Regions from separate parts of the Gossypium hirsutum genome. Here region 2 is linked to region 1. The links are chromatin contacts, called in public Hi-C maps. All regions are on one chromosome and are shown on one strand. Each heading gives the region's core, a stretch centred on a gene start, on an enhancer-like site or on the middle of the called end of the contact. The rest is flanking DNA. Distances are from core to core; before and after follow the strand shown. Region 1 holds the start of LOC107938547 (histidine kinase 3). Region 2 holds the start of LOC107916849 (probable stress-associated endoplasmic reticulum protein).

The links. Hi-C and Micro-C count contacts between places; a contact is called where the count stands out from the background.
Region 2: a contact with region 1 is called in a Hi-C map of leaf, with 5 times the contacts expected there. The contact joins the promoter of LOC107916849 here to the promoter of LOC107938547 in region 1. A contact is called at or near these places in 15 of 34 Hi-C or Micro-C datasets (anther, callus, hypocotyl and 2 more).

What each region holds. Positions count from the first base shown.
Region 1 is chrA01:94,042,306-94,048,661 of Gossypium_hirsutum_v2.1, forward strand. LOC107938547 (histidine kinase 3) reads right to left here and starts at 2,337. Exons shown (of 11, transcript XM_016871742.2): 1 at 1,471-2,337; 2 at 991-1,272; 3 at 619-788; 4 at 144-356. The coding sequence starts at 1,959.
Region 2 is chrA01:94,327,262-94,333,475 of Gossypium_hirsutum_v2.1, forward strand. LOC107916849 (probable stress-associated endoplasmic reticulum protein) reads left to right here and starts at 4,084. Exons shown (of 3, transcript XM_016846215.2): 1 at 4,084-4,462; 2 at 4,916-5,066; 3 at 5,378-5,595. The coding sequence starts at 4,460. The coding sequence ends at 5,424.

The sequences.
Region 1 (6,356 bases), core at 1,087-3,586:
ATTTAGAACCTCTCTTGAAGATTAAACAACCTTGTTTCATGGGTGTAGATAACAGTCCATGTTATATAAAGGTTGACACGCACTTGCAAAGGCCCATATCAAAGAGAAGGTGAAACCTGGGCAATCAAAAATCTATGAACTACCTGCAGCGCATCTCATGCTTTCTGAATGGATCTCCAAAATTAAGAAGGCTGACATGCTCCAACCCGTCATTTGATGCGTTTGAGCCATACATGCTGATAGGGTACGACTGATTAGTTGTATCCAGCACATTCACAAGGATTGTTTGTTTACTTGCAAGCTGTTGTAGCAACTTCTCCACAAGTGACTCAATATCAAACACTCCACCAAGATACCTGATTGAGATCATCTTATCAGAGCCATTAACTAGAGCATCCTATCAGGGATCTCGTTTAAAAAGAAAAGAGCTTGGTTCACCCTTTTTAACAAGGCATTATTTTCATTGATGTCTGTAAGCTATTGCAGCTTTTACCTTTTTCATGTATGTATGTGGTTTCAGAGATGAGAAGCATAAGGAATTTATCTTCCCATTAATTTTTATAAAAGGAGGAGACATTTGTTGGACATTCCTACTTTTTGATCATACTGAAAACATACCCGACAGTAGCTTGAATCCTCTCAGTAGGAGTTGCAGTCAAGGGCAGATCCCTCTTGTAGACCGCAAATGTCAAAATAACTCCAAGACGATTTGTTTTGAGTAGCCTAAATGGAGCTGTTAGCACCCCTTTTCCTGATTTTCTTGCACACAATACATTCTTGCTATCCTCCTATCGGTACACAAGAAATTCAGTATTCATAACTGAAGTGTGTAATTAATAATGAATTCAAAATTCTTGAGAGATTGAAAATATTTTATTCCTCCTAACTGGAAAGTAGTACAATTAAATCTTCAGTCGAGTTAAGCTTAATACAAGTGATCCAAGGAATCTTGGGTTTCTCAATAAGCTTTTAGATAGTAAAAGAGCTAACCTGTCCTGACAGCATATCAAGAGAAACCACATGTGATACGATATCCTGCGCAAAGATAACAGGAGCATATTCTTCCTGAATTGGCGATGGCTCTAAGAGGTCAGGATTGTAGTCATCCTTATGAACTGGGTTTTGTTCAAGGGTATCCATCCTCTTAATAGTCCAGCCCTGTTGCTTCTCAAATTGTTCCCTTTCCGAGTGGAGCACCCTTACAGCATAAGCCACGCCACTTGTAAGAGGTCTCTCAAAAGCAGTTCGTTCCGTATACCTCGCAAAAGTCCTCTAGATGTGATTAAAGTGAGTTCCCTTTGTTATCCAAAAAAAGAAGGATCATAATTCCTAACTACAAACACTCAGACCTGGTTTGGCTATCAAGTTGACAAGATCATTACTTGATAAACCGATCCTGATCAATAAAGCAAAGGAAATGCATAATCATCTATCTTAACTAAAAGTTACAAGATGAGGATATTAACTTACCTGATCAATAGCCGAGGGGGTTTTGCCATGGTGGAAAGTTGAGATAAAAATGGAGATGGCCTGGATATGGTTCATGCTTACATTAAACTGATCCTGCAGCATCCTAGCTCTCTCATCACACATGCTAGCCAATGTCTCCTTCCTCTTTTCGGTAGCTTGAAAGCTCATATAATAGAGTATAGAAATAGAAGCCAAAATCCAACCAATTATCCATGAAAACAAGAGCTTTCTCCACCAAGTCTTGCTAATTCTCTTGGAACCCACATACTGGTAATATTGATGGTGGATGTTGAAGCTATAGTTTGAGAACTTGTCCCAGAATTTCAACCACATCTTACTACCACTATGACCAAGGAGAACTGTGTCAGCGTCCTTAAATTCACCATTAATGAACCAGTTCATGGAAATCATAGATGCTACCCAGCAACATAACATCCAAAGCAGATGCCCCACCTTTAAACCAAACCCAAATACATGGAGCAAACTCATCCAAGAAACAGTGACCAATTGTGGGTCTTACTTCCTTCTTAATTCCAGCTAAAGACAGAGACCCACTGTCAAATCTATAGAAACTGTGTAGTAAAATTCTGCATCAACAGAAAAGAACCTTGGGATAAGATGAACCCTCTCCCAGCAAACTCCAAATTTACCATGTGACAGACTGTAAGGCCTTGGACCGTGAGAGAAAGAAAAAAAGATGCTATCTTATCCAGCAATATAGCTTTCTAACTGAGGATGGCAAAATAGAAAACCCAGAATTGAGGAAGATAAAAGGAAATTTTTTCACAATAACCACAAAAAAGAATCAAAACCCCCCACAAGATTCTGAGTTTCTAATTACAAACACTAATTATATATTATACTACTGCAACACTGTAGTGCCGGTACTACCAGTATATTTTATTAATTTTTGTCTTTAAATATAAAATAATATAACAAATGAGAAATTTTCTTTTTGCTTTTTTTGTCTAAGTGTACAACTTCTACACGCTTTTAACTCTCTATTCTCGGGTTGGCTGTACTTTATGATAACAAAAGTACCCTTTGCTGCTCTGCATGAAAACAAATTTCTATACCAATTAACATAATTTCTTTTTCTTTTTTATTCGACTTTTGTACCCATTTTTGAGATTAGGAGCCCTCTAATTTTTCGAAGTTGTCAAAAACATTAGATCAAGAAGACGATAGAGTTTTTAAGAACTTGCTTCATTGAATTAAAGGTAGCAATAATTCCTATTTTGGATTATTGAATTTAGGGTATACTAAACATACAACTCGGGTTCTTTCATACGGTAAATATTATTTTTCTATTAAAATTATCTGATTAAAAATATCAAAAAATTGTTCTATAATAACAAAATTTAGTCATTAATTTTTATACCCTATTTTTTAATTTAGCATATACTTTTTATTTGAAGCAAAATAACCCTTAATTTTTAGTACTATTTTATCTTATTATCACATCTATGTTTTATTTTTAAATTTAGAACTTCTTTTATAATCTTTTGACACTTTTTTTTTATAATTTTTGGAATCATAATTTTTAGCTTAAAATATGCCATAATTATCTCTAATATTTATAAATTTAGAATTTAATCCCTATACTTTTTAATTTTAAAATTTAAGTCTAATTATTGAAATTATTAAAATTATTGTGTTAAATTTAGATTCATTAGAATGTTATTTTTTAGTTACATTGCAATCAAGTGAATATTTTTATTTCAAAATGTCACATTAATAAATTTAACAAAACAATTAATATAATTAACAATTGAATTTAAATTTTAAAATCTAAAAAATAAAAGATCAAACTCTTAAGAATAAAATACAAAAACTAAATTTCAATTTTATGAACAACACAAGTCTTTAACCTAATTTTTACTAATGCTCTACGATATTTTAGAATTTTTTGTTGTAATAAAATATAGATAAAGTAGTGTCATGTAAATGATAAAAGTTGATAGTAAATTGCTAGATGGTTAATTTAGTTCAAACAAAAGAGTAGGGAAAAAATCAATGAATGTGTAAAAATTAATGGTTAAATTTATTGTTATGTTTTATATATAAAATGTTAAAATAAACATTTAATAGCATAAATTTAAATTTAATGAAAGAATGAAATATATAAAGACTAATTTACCCATTGTTATCTTGAATTAAGTATTAATTTTATATGTATATCATAAACTTTTAATTTATCTAATTATATTTTTTTGGTTAAAATGTGCCAATAGTCCTTGTACCTTTCAAAAATTAGGAATTTAGTCATTATACTTGTATTTATAGAAATTTAGTCTTTTTACTTTTCAGATTTCAAATTTTAGATCCAGCTATTAATACTGTTAATTTTTTTAGGTTAAATTTATTATTGTGACATTTTAAAATAAAAAAGTACTCACTTAGTAGCCATGTTATTAAAAAAGAATGTAATTAACTTGAATTCAACTAAAAAAATTAACCGTATTAACAGTTGGACTTGAATTTTAAAATTTAAAAAGTAGATAGAATAAATTTCTGAAAATACAAGTACAAAAACTAAATTTCAAATTCAATTACAATTACATGTTTAAAGAATCACAAGTATCAAATTATTACAACATAAATTGTATAAAGAATTAAAAAGTAGAATCAAACTATTACAATACGATCGGACTAAGAATTGATACAATAGAAACTAAAATTAATTCTTATTTAATTATATAATTGTGAATGATAGATGTTAAACTTAAATATTTAATACACTAACCCTTCGCTTTTGTGAATAGAAATGCATGCATATTTGACTTTTTAAAATATAAACTAATTTTGGTGGATTGGATTGGAAATGAAAGAGATAATAGTTGTTGTGGCTAAAGGAGAAAGAGAATGTAGGGAGACCACAGGGCTGTGTTAAGTTTCCAGCTTCGGAAACATGCTCAATCATCATTCTTCAAATTTTTCTCTCCTCTCAAATGAAGATGGATTAATAAATAACAAATTCTAATGATTGTTGGCAAAACAGTAATTAAGTGTAGAAAGCAGTGGCGAAGAGAAGGGCGGCAATGTCAGGAAAGTTGATTAGACCATCACTAATTCACTACTCCATTTTGCGAAAGCGATGTCCCACGTCAACGCACCGCTTCTCTATTCTACTTTTCCTTTATCCAATCATCCTCCACTGCGTGTCGTTTCTGTAAGGGGTCTTCGTCTTATTACGTGGCACCCGTGGGGTTTCATTTATTACACCCGTCTATCTGCCTGCCACGTTCTACGTTAAAAGTTGGAGTAAAAAGCTCGCTTCATATAAGAACAAAAATATCAAAATATAGTTCTTAAAAAAAAAAAAACTTAATTCTATCATTTCACTTCATTTTTTCAGTTTTGTAATTTCTTCTTCTTCTTCTTTTTTTATCTCAATTTGATTATAGTTTTTAGTTTAAATAATTAACTGACATTAAAAAATTGAAGAGGTCCGCATAGTAACTTTTTTTATTTTTATAAAATATATTACTTAAATCATTTTTTATTTAAAAATATATTTATTAAAATTAAATTTAATTAATAAAATTTTTATTCTTTTAATTCATTTGCTTCTCACGCTCTCTTTTTCTCTCCCCAACTTTTTCATTTTCTTTACCACCCCATTTTTTATCAACTTCTTCGTCTTTTTTTTACAACACAATCAATCATGGCTAAAATTTTCTTGTCCATTTCCAGAGCCTTATTCATATCATAGCTATCATCTTTATACACACACAGAAAAAGAAAGGCATCAAAAAGGGGTAAATTAGCCAGCAAAGTAGGTCGGTTTCTCCCAAATTTAGAGAAATAAACTGATTTTAGAGAGAAATTAAAAATATGTCTAGCAGGAATTTTTTTTGTGTTAGGTGTTAGAAATTTCGGGAGACAGATTTATTTGCATTTGTATTCGAGGTAGACATTGTGATAGTTTTAAAATATATTTTAGTTCTCAAAAACCTACACATTTCATCTGCCTTTAGGGATGAAACTATCATCTTAGAAGCCCATCGGATTGCAACTCAAGCTCCCAATTCACGATGATTATACAAACACAGGTTGAAGTATAACTAGGCTCTCAGTTAACGGTGGTTAAACAGTCACGGGTTGAAGTATGACTCGAGTCCCTAGTTGGCAGTGATTCTGCAATCACGAGTTCAAGTTTTATGATATCGGAAAATGATGTTTTATAAACCCCTTACATAAGTTTGAGATCATAATCATATAAAAAAAATGGGCTTTCCAGCATAATCAGTTTATTTTTTTCTCCATCTCCACTAAAGATATTATTCTTAACTTTATTGCCCATAACTTATAACGGAGTTTGGGGTAAAAAAACTTTTAAAGGGAGGCGTGGCTGTGACGCTTAAGAAAAAAACTGAAACTCAAGTCATATTAATGATAAAAAGACTTTGTAACCTTTGAAAGACTAACAAATTATCCTAGTAGTTCATATTTATTCTTTTATTTAATTTTTATTATTTAATTGTTTTCTTTATTTTAAAATGGATTTGGTTAATTTCTTTCACATATATTTATCAAATAAAATCAATAGTATTTAGATTTCATTCAAAATCATCATTTTAAAGGGAGCAGCAGTCTTGGGAGTTTCGACAAAAATTTGAATTTTTTAGCATTGTTATCACTCAATTTAATATATTTGTTGATTGATTTTTTTTTCTTTATGAAATTGCTGTTTATATGAATGTATAATTTATTTATCTACTATGGTAATTGCAACTGTTTTTGTCTTCGTGTAATTTATTATTATTTTGTTTGGTTAAAGCTTTCTCTTCGAGTGTGGACGAAGTAATTTCTTGTCATGATATTGTTATCTTATCACAACAGTCTTTTTTAAGTATTGGGTTCCACTTTATATGGCAATATAC
Region 2 (6,214 bases), core at 2,834-5,333, 290 kb after region 1:
TCTCCAACATGTTATGCTAGTGATGTATGTTAAGAAAAATAAAATAATGAGCATGGTGATTAAATAATGAAAGGAAGGGTGATGAAAAAAAAATAATATGGTCTCATCCATACCCCCTTGTTGCCGGGAATTGAAGAAAGAAAACAAAAAAAAAAAGTGTTCATTCTTGAACATCTTTGGCCGAATAGAGGAAAGAAAGGAAGGGGAAAAGCTTGAGAAAATCGGCTATGGTGGTTTGCTAGACTAAGCTCAAGAACCTAAAGGAGAGGCGTCCAACAAGGGGAAATCGAAGGTCATCGAGTAGCCGACTCGGAATTATTTTACCCAACATAAAGTAAGTCATTAAGCATATAGTTGGTATTAATTCAAATGGTCATAACATTTATGTAATGATGCTGAATGGAATGAATAAATATATATATATGCATGTACGTATGTGGTGATGAAAGTGTTGAATGAAAAGAAAAGAGGTGAGATGTATTGAGTTGTTGATCTCGGCACTAAATGTGTGGGTATAAACATTTATGACCATGAGATTGGCGCTAAGTGTGCGGGTTTAAATTGTGCAGCACTAAGTGTGCGAATTGAATATGTAGCACTAAGTGTGCGAGTTTGACTATGTAGCACTAAGTGTGCGAGTTGACTATGTAGCACTAAGTGTGCGAGTATGATTATGTAGCACTAAGTGTGCGAGTTGATTATATAGCACTGAGTGTGCGGACTTAATAAATATTCTTGAATCATTATGGACACTAAGTGTGCGACACTATTGAGTCGATCACGGATAGCGGATCGGGTAAGTATCTTGAGCTCATGGCTAATAGGTGCTATGTCTATATTTGGAGTTGAGCTTGGTAAGTTTGAACCCATGTGACGAATATACTTGAAGTCACGTACATAAGATTTATCGTGGAATGGGTGAAAGGCCGTTTAGTTGTATGATTGTAACGAAAATAAAATGATTTATGAAAATGCCTCGAATATCCTATTGATGAGTATATGGAATGTGAATGCATGATTTGGTATGAGATTGAACCGATAGGTCGGAGGAACTATGGTATGGTTCGGTATGGATGGAGTAACTAGCCTCGTTCCATTTTGTTTCCTCTTGTGATAATGTTATTAATGGATGGTAGTGTATTGCTTATGACTTACTGTGTTATAAACTCACTCGGTGTTTCCTTGTCACCCATACTAGGTTTCTTGGACTCGTCTCTTTTTGCGTGGTCGGGCCGTCATCGAAGTCATCACACCGGATAGCAAGTTTTGGTACTTTTTTCTTAGTTGGCTTAGGAGAACATTTCGGCATGTATAGGCTATTATGTTGTGTTTGAACTTTGGTATGTAATCTTTTAGCCATGCGAAAATGGCATAAATGTTCGGTTGGGTTTGGATTCATACGTTAGGTCGTAAATCTTGATAATTCGACCTTTTTATGCCATACGTCATGGTTGATTATTTTGGTGTTAAAATTCATGATATGGCAATAGTGTAGTAGGGGGAAGTTTGACAATGATTAGCCTTTGGCATGGTTAGTCATGATCATAATTTGTGATATGCATGATGAATTATTAGTTAGATCAAGGAGTAAACACGAAGTGGGCATAGTTGCTTTCGTAACAGATGCTGGCAGCAGCAGTGACATGAGATTGAAAAATCACTAAAAATAGTAGGAGTGGAATTAATTGATGAATAAATTATGTAATCGAAGTTCGATGAGTATATTTTCATATAGAAGTAACGAAAAGATCATATGGACAGTATGTTAAGAGATAAACAGGTTCTCGTGGGACAGGGCCAGAACGGTTTCTGGATTCCCTTCTCCAACTTTTGAAATTCATTATAAATTAACCAGAGATAATTAGGAGTCATACCATATATGTATAGATTCCTCTCTGAGTCTAGTTTCTATAGAAACAAACGGCATCAGTATTGAAGCTCTGTACAGGGAGATATCCAGGTCGTAATGCGCAAAGGTCAGCGTAGTCGACCCCAGTAACATGGGAGATTTTGACTACTAAACTGTACTAATTGGCCTGACCAAAAATTCTAGAAAAAAATATGTAGATGGGAATATGAGTCTAGTTTCAGGGAAAATTCACGGAACTGGATTTCGAATTCCAGAGCTCAAGATATGATTTTTAAAGCGACTAGTACGCAGATTGACAGCTTGTCTAGAAAGACTTTAATAAGTGGTTTAAAGTCTGTTAACACCTCGTGTTCGACTCCGGCGACGGTCTCGGGTTCGGGGTGTTACAGCCTATAACAATAGCTACCAATCGAGTTTGAAAAAACACCTTATGAGGCTCTGTATAGGCGAAAGTGCCGAACACCCTTGTATTGGACGAAACTTAAAGAGAATCAGATTCACGGGGTCGATTTGGTCAAAAAGACCGAAGAGAAGGTTAAGGTGATTCGTGATTGCTTGAGAGCTGCTTCGGATAGACAGAAATCCTATACAGATTTGAAACAAAAAGAGATCGAGTTTCAAGTCAGTGATAAGGTTTTTTTAAAAGTATCCCCGTGGAGGAAGGTCCTTAGATTCGATAGAAAGGGCAAGCTGAGTCCTTGTTTCATAGGACCTTATGAGATTACTGAAAGTGTAGGGCTTGTTGCCTACCAATTGGCTTTTCCCTCAGAATTGTAAAAGATTCATGACGTGTTTCATGTTTCCATGTTACGTCGATATAGATCGGATCCTTCACATGTGATCGCACCAACTGAAGTTGACATTCAACCGGACACAACTTATGGCGAAAATCCGATTAAGATTTTGGCTCGGGAGGTCAAACAATTGAGGAATAAAAGTATAGCACTCGTGAAAGTTTTGTGGCATAGACATGGAGTCGAAGAAGCCACATGGGAACCTGAGGAGTCCATGAAAGATCAATACCCCAACTTATTCACTGGTAAGATTTTCGGGGACAAAAATCCCAAAGAGGGAGAATTGTAACAGCCCAATTTCGGGCTTAGTTGGAACAGTGGTTTCGGGATCACAAATTCGAGGCTTAGAAATTATTTTTATTATTATTTTGGTGTCATAGTATGATTATACGAGTGTATGAAAATTTTGGTGAATTAATTTTAGCGTTTGTGAGCTTAATTGCGAAAAAGGACTAAACTAGTCTCTAAACTTTAAATTATTTTAATTGCATCCTCATATTGATAATACTCATATTGATAATGATATAAGAGTTAATTGTATTATACATCCCCAAACTATGATCCTTATTCTAAACTAGTCTCTAAACTTTAAATTATTTTAATTGCATCCTCAAACTATCAATGTTATATCAATCAGGTCCTTCCATTATTGGAATCGTTAATTTAACCATTAACTGACATGTAAAATATTATATGACAATTTAAAATGAAAATTTAAAAAAAATTAAATAGTTGTTGGATAACTTTTTTTAATTAAATACTAATAAAAAAAAGTAAACAAAAGAGAAAGAGAGAGAGTGAGAGTGAGAGTGAGTGAGTGAATGAATAGCTTTTATAAAAGCTTCGAAAACCTCAAAACTAATATTTACAACATTCATTTCTACAATATTAATTTTTCTTTAAAAATTTTTCATTTTAAATTATGTCACTTTAATGGTTAAATTAATAATTTTAATAATGGAATGGCCTTATTGATATAACATTGCAATGGCGAAGCCAAGGGGCTGGCAGGGGCCCCAACACACTCTAGAATGGAAAATTTTTCATTTAGGCCCATTTATAATTTATAAAATTTTAAATTAGCAATGATAAAGTTGCACTTTGGCCCCCAAAAATGATTAAAAAATTGTATTAATGCTTTAAAAATTATAAATATATAATGTATTAAAATGGTGAAATTGTATTTTTACTATAGTAAAAATATACAATTTAATTCCGCCCCAAAAAAAATTATGGCTTCACCCTTATAACATTGATAGTTTGAGGATGTAACTAGAATATTTTAAAGTCTGATGACCAATTTAAAATAAGTTATAATTTGGGGATGTTTGATGTAATTAAACTCATTACCATATCCGAAACGTTTTCACTAATTATCCATAAAAGAAACATCTTTCTCTATTGCTAAAGAGACAAAATAGGAAAACGGGTTTAACACAATTATTGAAACTAAAGCCCATTGATCTGCCCATTTAAACAAAAAGGTATACGTATACCAAGCAACCAATTAGATCGCGCCACGTTTACCAATTTGCGTGAGCTAACCAATCAGGACGAAGTCCATGACCCTTCATTTTACCGTATAATGCGGATGAATTAATCAGCAGCATACATAGCCCCTTATAACGACAGCCCGGGATATTTTCGCGAAGCGAGGAATAACCCCCCCCCCACCAAAAAAAAGAAAAGAAAAAACACACACCCAAGGAAAAAATCGTCGCCGTAAAAGAAAGAGAAGAATTTCGCCTGAAATTTCCTTCGCTTTCTCGACCGGCTACCTCGTCTCTCCCACATCATGGTAATCTTTTGATTTCCTCTTTTCTTTCTTTCTTTTTTTTTGCATATTATATGAATCGATCTGAGCTATGCTTTCTTACGCTTCAATTTATCTTTTTCGAATTAAACCGGTTGCACACTTATATAGATTGTAGATCTCAATTTAGCATAATTATGTCCTCAACAATTTAATCATGTGCTTGTTCGAATTTTTTTTTGAATGAATTAGGTAGACGGACCTTGACTCAACCCTTTTACTACTATTCATCATTTTATTCTCAATATTGAGTATTTGTGAATTTTGTTTCTTTTCTTATCAAATTTCGAGTTATAAAAAAAGTGGGAAAAGTAAGAACACCAGTGTTTTTCCTCCAGTATAATTGTTAAATCCATCAGCATGATCGAAAATATGCATAAACTATTTCTTTTTTTAAATCTAAATTTAAATGGGATCCCTCTGATCTGGTTTGTGCAGACAACATCAAGGCGCCTTGCAGACAGGAAAGTGTTGAAGTTCGAAAAGAACATAACAAAGAGAGGAGCTGTTCCTGAAACAAAAAAGGGGAAGGATTATCCTGTTGGCCCTATGTTGCTTGGGTTCTTCGTTTTCGTTGTCATTGGATCATGTAAGATTCCTGGCTGCTTATCTTTTCACCATTATATGTCCTTGGATATTTAGCATTGACTTTTGTTGTACCAAATACAATACTTGATTTTGCTACCGATATGTTCAGCACGTTCTCATAATGTGTGTTGTTTCACCGGTGAATATTCTAATTTTGTTCGGTATGGACCTTATTAGCATGATATTTGGGAACTTGAATTTTAAAAGATGAATTTATTTTTCTAAAATGGTGTTAGTTGTGTGATAAAACACATAAATATCATGACCTTGCAGCACTGACTTAAATCTTGTTTTTTTCATCATCTGTTTCAGCTCTCTTCCAGATTATGAGGACAGCGACCAGTGGAGGCATGGCATAAGGCTGCATATAGCCCATGTTAAAAAAAAAAATTGCAGAAGAGACTTGTTATGTTCTTTTTCTATAGTGTTGTAGCGAACTGATGATATAATATGTTTACTAGATATGCGTTGTAACTCATGTTGTGAAGATTTCAAAAATTTAATTAGATCAGATGAAATGGGCCACAAAAGCATGCCTCTCGTGATGTTAAAACACAATAGATACACCAGATGATGTGGTTGTTTAATGTTGGCACCATTCATGGTTTGAAGTTTTCAATTGTTTGATTCACACCTCATGTTTTGAGAAATATTTACCATTCAAAATGTAGAAAAATCGGAGTCTTTGTTTAAAGAAATGCATTGAGAAAGGGTGGATGCATAGAACCTTTCAATGAGATCATGCTTTTTCAACTCTCTCAAAATGGAATCTATTCCAAACATATATGCCATGGTTCCTTAATTCAACAGGGTACAAATGCTTAAATTTGATATTTTTAGATGTTTTTTCAGACTTCTTGTCGATATTAAGTAGTAGTCAAAATTTTGTATTCTTTTTTCATGGTATTATGCATGAATCAGATATATCTTGGCAAATTTTTCAAAAAAAAATTGTCTTCCACCAAGGAATTTGATAAGTGAGATTTTGAGTAAGTATTTATATAATTTTCTTCTCTAAAGAAATGATTCATCAAAATAATAAGTCACCATTAAAATTGGCCCGAGCTGGGGAATGACTAATATACAATGCAAAATAGATCTTGTTCTATCATTGATAAGAGAAATATTTATGAAAAATACAAATTGTAG